2 separate regions of the Aphis gossypii genome follow, and region 2 is linked to region 1. Evidence: chromatin contacts called from public Hi-C data. All regions are on one chromosome and are shown on one strand. Each heading gives the region's core, a stretch centred on a gene start, on an enhancer-like site or on the middle of the called end of the contact. The rest is flanking DNA. Distances are from core to core; before and after follow the strand shown.

Region 1 (3,543 bases), core at 225-2,724:
ACTTCAGTTCTTTTATTTGGAGGGAAAGTGTTCTAAATTATACAGTTTAACATAAAATCAATTTAAATTCATATGAATATAGATGTACAAACCTCAAAAGTAGATAATGCAACAGATGCAGTTGGTGGATGAGTGTCATACTGAGCCACAAACCAATGAGCAAAAAATCTTTTTAGAAATGGTGCTACATTTCGATGTACTCGATTTAGGTAGGACCTCAAAGCTTTCTGTGTACCTTCGCGTATACGTGGTTCATTATCTTTGCATAAATTTACATATTGAGCAATCCATGGAGCCGAAACTTCTCTAATTGTATCTTCATCTTTAGAATCACATAACGCAACAAATTCTTTTAAGGCCTGCAGAACATACATTAAAAGTGAGAAATGTTATTGACCTAATTTAAGTTAGTTAAATCTCTCCATAATGAAAATAAAATTACTTGGGGCCAACAAATTTTTCCATTATAGAAAAGTAAACCTCACCACTGTATTTGACATACCGTACTGTTATTGACATTTTTTGTTATAAGAAGCATTTTGTTTTACAAAAAGTTTGTTATAGAGAGATTTTTCTATACATAATTACATACTTTGAGTTTAGTGGTAGAATCTTTTTTGTTCATTTTTTTCAAAACCACTTGAAAATCGGGACTAACATTGCAATCCAAAATGTCAGCAAAGGGAAATTTTAGCTTATCTGGAACCACTCCATATGTATCAGTAGTACTTAACAATAACTGAGCTCTTGCGCTGCTCGATGGCTATATAGAATATAAAAATTAAATTTTAACACCAATATTTCACTATTCCATCACATAAACGACAAACGAACTTACTTTGTAATTATTTTTGACCCTTTGAGCAACTTGTTTTTTCCCCATTGTAATATAAAAATGCTAACTGTTTAATTATAAAATTGGTCTCAAAACAATAACGTTGGCAAAAAAACAATCAACTATACACATATGCATATATTCTATGAAAACAATAAATACTTGTCTGATTCAACTCTAAACTTATGTTTATTTTATTTAAAAATTTGATCTGAGACTGTGAGATATATTAATATATGATGTTCATTACTATATTAAAGATTTGTTTACAATCAAATTATCAACATAATACAGAACATTATTTTTCTTTCTCGAAAAACAAAATCTTATCAAATCTAATAGCATAATATTGTCAGATACTACGAACATATATAGTAATACAGACCATAATAGACTATGACTGTGACTGTGCCACGATATTTGAAGCACATAATAATATAAGCGATGACTTTACTTTGAGACGTGCTATCAGCGCATGCGTATGTATACTCGTCGCATATTTATTCCAATATCTCTCCTAATATTAAGTGTGACAAACAAAAAATACGAAAACAAAAGTTTTTAGAGGTTGGTACTTAATTTTTTTTTATCAAAATTCTTATCACACTCCAGGAGAACTAGTTTGTTCCCGCCAAATTTACGCAAACAATCATAAAAAAATAATGAGAATGAAATGTTGCCGAATGCTGACATACCTACCTGTTTATTTTATCATGGTCATGGTATTATTTTAAATTTCAGACTTCAGTGTTCTCAGTAAGCATAATTGTTGTTTTGACTGTTTTAATTAATTCAAATTTCAATCTTTTTTTTAAAGTAAATTGTGACTTTTTTTAAAAAAATTATCGTAGTTTTATTAAAATTACTGAAACATAAACATGGAAGGATTTGATACACCTGGTATATTTTTCTCTGATACATTTGGAGATGATGACAATTTGGCATCATCATTGTTGAACGCAAGATCAATAAAAAAATCGTTCAAAGATTTCTTAAAAACATACAATGAAGAAAATTTTAACTATAAGTATAGAGATACATTAAAACGAAATTGTAACTTGGGTCAATATTGGATGGAAATAAATGTCGAGGATTTGGCTGGATTTGATGAAAATCTTGCTGATAAGTTATACAAACAACCAGTGGAACATTTGCCAGCTTTTGAAGAAGCTGCGACAGAGTTAGCACAAGAATTGCTTGCATCTGATAACCTAGAAGATATTGAGCATATTCAAATATTATTGTCTACAAATTCATTGGCTTCTTCGTTGCGTTCTATTAAATCTGAGTCAGTTTCTCGGCTTGTCAAAATTCCTGGTATCATAGTATCTGCGTCAAGTATTCGGGCTAAAGCTACACAAATAACATTGCAATGTCGATCTTGTCGTAATGTAGTACCACATTTACCAGTAAAACCTGGTATGGATGGTTATATCTTGCCAAGAAAATGTACCACTGAACAAGCCGGTCGTCCACAATGCCCTTTGGACCCATATTTTATTATACCAGACAAATGCAAATGTGTTGATTCTCAAATTTTAAAATTACAAGAATTAAGTGACTCTACACCTCAAGGAGAAATGCCACGACACGTACAATTATATTGTGATCGTTACCTATGTGAACGTGTAGTTCCAGGGAACCGTGTTATGGTAGTTGGTGTTTATTCTATAAAAAAGGTATAATTTATATAGAAAATATCATTTAATTTGTCATTATTATTAATTTTAAATTATTATACTTTCAGGTTAAGACTTCAAAAAAACAAAAACTTACTGAAAATTCTCGTACTGTGGTTGGTGTGCGTGCTCCATATTTAAGAGTTTTAGGATTTCAAATGGACGATCAGGTTGGAGGTTTCACTACTTCAATACCAACTTCTGTTGAAGATGAAGAACTATTCAGAAAACTGTCATCATCTCCTGATATTTATGACCGTATTGCTAAGTCTATAGCACCATCTATTTTTGGTTTTAGTGATATAAAAAAAGCAATAGCTTGTCTGCTTTTTGGAGGTTCTCGGAAAAGACTTCCAGATGGTTTAACTCGTCGTGGAGGTATAAATTTATTGCTTTTGGGAGATCCTGGTACAGCTAAATCACAACTTTTAAAATTTGTACAACAAGTTTCACCTATAGGTGTATACACATCCGGTAAAGGTTCTTCAGCTGCTGGACTCACAGCTTCAGTAACTCGTGATCCAACATCTCACAATTTTGTGGTGGAAGGTGGAGCAATGGTTTTGGCTGATAGTGGTGTGGTTTGTATTGATGAATTTGACAAGATGAGAGAAGGTGATAGAGTTGCGATTCATGAAGCTATGGAACAACAGACCATATCAATAGCTAAGGCAGGTATTACAACTACTCTTAACAGTCGTTGTTCGGTGATGGCTGCTGCAAATTCAGTATTTGGTCGGTGGGATGACAGTAAAGGCGAAGATAATATTGATTTCATGCCTACAATTTTATCTAGGTAATATGATATTTTAAGCAAATTATTGTCTAAGAGTGAAAAATATAAATTTAAAATCGCAATAATGAATATACCTAAGTCCCTCAAAAATCAAAATGCACTACCTATAAAATCAAAATTTAAAAACTATAAAAATGTACTTTGTTTAAATCAATTATATCTATTAGCTAATATTAAAAAGTAATTCAGTGTATAAAAAATGACCTTTTAAATTAACAACGTTCAAGTATAAT
Region 2 (3,618 bases), core at 342-2,841, 180 kb after region 1:
TTAAACTGTCTAAGAAAAGATATGATTTCAATATTACTTGTATTAGTCTTTGCTTATCTTTTTTCATTATTAGGAAAAGTATAAAAAAAAATTACTTCATTATAACACTGCATATCTAAACATGATATCTAATCAATGAATCTCTGTGCTTCATGCAATTTGTTTATAATCTAAAAAGTTTCTTTAATAAATATGTTGTTAACTAAAATATTATAGAACTAATACAATCATCACACGATTATAAAAATGTTAAAACTCAAAAGAATACCTAAAGAACAAAGACATTTTTATGTTATGGTGGCATTTAGTCATTTCATAATTTTAAATTTACATGTTTAGGTATACACATTATAATATATAAATTATATATAATATATATTATGTTAATAAGATTCCTAATAGAACATCGATTCCCAAAACTGTGAAGTGCACCTCCCAAAGGAGACTACAGCACTTTACAGGAGAACAAAATTAATTTGGGAACCACTTTTATAGTTATTAATTCTTAATTTAATAGTATTATTAATCAACTTTACTATGTATATATTATATTTTAGAACATAAATTATTACAAATTGATCATCAAAATATTTAGCTAAGTACAACATTTAGGCCTGAGCAAAATATGTTAACTGCTTTAATGAAAAATAATAAAAAATCAAGATTCAGTATAAATATATTAAAACTACACACATAACTGAACTTGTTAAATTTAATAAAGGTATTTTATTTGAACAATTAGTGCTATATAGTTTTCTATGAAACAACCTTATGTAATTATTAATAACATAAAAATTGTTATCTATTGCAACATATTATTATAGGTGTATTCAACAATTTTCCAAACATAGTTAAATGTTTTATAGTAAAACCAAAAATATTTTAATTTACGAAACCAAACACCTAGTTAAAATCATTAATTATTATTACTTTAATATTTTTTTGAACAAATTTGTAAAATTTTACTTTAAAAATCTATTTTATAATAATAATATAAATAAATATTACAAACAAAACAAGTTCTAGTGAAATATTCATAGAAGTGTACCTATCTATTAGGTAAATAATTTTAAAGAGCAATATGTTTATAATATAAACCTTGCATTATAACTACCTAAAATGAAAAACTAGAGAAATAATTTTTGAAAAAATAGGTATATAAAAATTATAAATTAATTAATAATTATAGATAAATATTTTTTTTTAAATAATATTCAAATATTGATACTTACCACTAATTATAGCTTGATAGGTATCTACTTGTATTACCATAAAACATTACTAATTACTATATAGTTATAATTGATAATAATATTAACATTAATTTGAATAGGTATATAAATTTTCAATTTATCATAAAAATGACAATATCATGATGGTATTAACTGCTATAATGAATAATCACTGATATCCAGAGTATATTTTATTACTGTTGTCATTTTTCATCAAAATACTAAGTATTATCGTAATGAGTAATGAAGGTTTTTTACTGAAAATTAAGATTTAACATGATGTTTTCAAAATGATCTTATATGTACTAATGTATTATGTATAGATGATAATAATTAATATTTACTACAGTCTACAATACATTATATTATATCTTTACTCTTGATAGGTACTATAGGATAGCTAATGTTACTGATACAGTTTAGTATTACAGCCATACAGAGGCTTGCCGCCAAATTATAAGAGGACAGAGGTTATTGTTAAAATACGATAACAAATCATGGAAGAACCCACAAACAGCCTCAGAATGTTTTACCTATATCTCAGCCTGCAGATGATTTACTTTTACATTGTACTCGCTTCTTAATGTTTAAATTTTCTATTCATTTAAAAATGTTGGTTGTAAAATTACAATTCTTGTTATAACGTTATAAGAAAATATATATTAAGTAAATTTGACTGAGATTTAAACATCCAACAAAATGAATAATTATACGCCTACACAATTCACAAGCCAGCTGAAATACAAATATTATGGATATCAAAATGCTTAACTTATTAAAGTTAAATATTTTAACCACATTTTAATAAGTGTGAATGAGTAATGTTTAGTGTAGGTATTTCTATCTGATCTGATATGCGGTACCGTAAAAACAAACGAAAAAATTTAGCATGAAAATATAATTTTGTATTCAGTCTTCCAATAATATGACATAGGTATTTACTAGTTAAGAGGTTTGCAGTAAAAACACCTAGAATAAGAAATTTTAAGTATAGTTTCATTTAAAATTATAAGTAATCCGATTCTTGATATAGTTTCATTAAATAGTTATTTATTGTTATGTTTATGAATTTATGATATTGCTAAAAATCAAATTATTTTCCTATTAATAATACAAAAGTCAATATAAATATAATTAATTTTTGCCAACATGTAAAAGTTTTTAGTTCTCACGAATAATATTTTGAAATTATAACTTTCGTCTAAATTTGAAATTCTTTGAAATTATGCTTGTATAAACTTCTTAGACTTTTTAATTTCAGTACATAAACTATGAGGAACTTTGTATTCAATTTTCATAGTTAAGGTTTAATTTAATTTATAAAATTTTATAAACTTGATCTTCAAATGCTTATAAAAAAAATATGCCTAAATATTTTTATAAAGTTTTAAGAATAAATTATAAAAACCTCGAATTAAATTTAAAAAAAATTATTCACAAAAGCTTTTTTATCATCATAAATAAAAAAAAGTAGGTCAGCGCATTTCAGTGGTGGATGTTTGTCCATCGTCCCTTCAGTCCTCGGACAGGATAGTGTAATTTTAGTATAGGTATTCGATTTGAATGCAATATGATTGCATTCGATAAAAAACGATTCTATGCGGACGAGGGAATCTTTTTTATTTAAATTTATTCGTTTCTATGGTGATAAACAAAGCCGTAATTATTTTATTTTACATAGGTAATCGTGAAGTTATACATTTTTTCTCTTTTAACCGCTTTTATTTCAAGTTTTATTTCATTTTAAAATATTAAAAATGACCTCTCTAAAGTACCAGTTCAAGAACATAACCTTTCAGAAAATATGCTACACTTGTACTTTTGAGCAAGTTTAGGGGGAAAAAAGTGTTTATAGAATAAAAAAGAAACAAACATCATTGTAAATCCAATATATTCCTCGTTCCTCTCAGAATCTAAAAAATCAAAAAAAAAATTTTAAATGTCTATTATTAGCTCAAAAAAATTAAAATAGAAAATTAAAAAAATATACTTTATTAAGAATATTCTATGACATAAACATTTAAAAAATCACCGATTGTTCGTTTTTGAATTTCTACGTAAAAAAATAAAATCGATTTTGCCAAGAACTAATAAATTTAACATAGAAATGTCTGTTTTCTTTAATTGTTTGTTTATTTTTCCGATTATTTTGAAAAATACTGTAATTTTTAAATTTTAATCTTTCAAAAGTAAAAACTAGAACCAATTTTTCATTTAAAACCAATCTCAAAGTTGAAAATTAAAGCATTTCTCGACTATTTATAATATATATATATATATAGATACATATTATGTATATCATTGTAAAATTAATATATTCATCACTCGGCTCAAATCTAAAATAAATAATATTCATATCAATACGCAGCAATTTTCAAGAACATAA

The links. A called contact is a pair of places that touch in the nucleus more often than the background predicts.
Region 2: a Hi-C map of whole body shows a contact between it and region 1, with 4 times the contacts expected there. The contact joins the promoter of LOC114122048 here to the promoter of LOC114128543 in region 1. A contact is called at or near these places in 2 of 2 Hi-C or Micro-C datasets (both in whole body).

The regions. Positions count from the first base shown.
Region 1 is chr1:59,470,328-59,473,870 of ASM2018417v2, forward strand. LOC114128543 (DNA replication licensing factor Mcm5-like) reads left to right here and starts at 1,475. Exons shown (of 3, transcript XM_027993072.2): 1 at 1,475-2,514; 2 at 2,583-3,310. The coding sequence starts at 1,714. It overlaps LOC114128569 (E3 ubiquitin-protein ligase listerin), which reads right to left and starts at 1,217. Exons shown (of 20, transcript XM_027993108.2): 1 at 839-1,217; 2 at 593-763; 3 at 93-359; 4 at 1-32. The coding sequence starts at 883.
Region 2 is chr1:59,648,313-59,651,930 of ASM2018417v2, forward strand. LOC114122048 (tonsoku-like protein) reads right to left here and starts at 1,592. Exons shown (of 4, transcript XM_027984603.2): 1 at 1,233-1,592. All of the region lies in intron 1 of LOC114122032 (high mobility group protein B2-like), which reads left to right.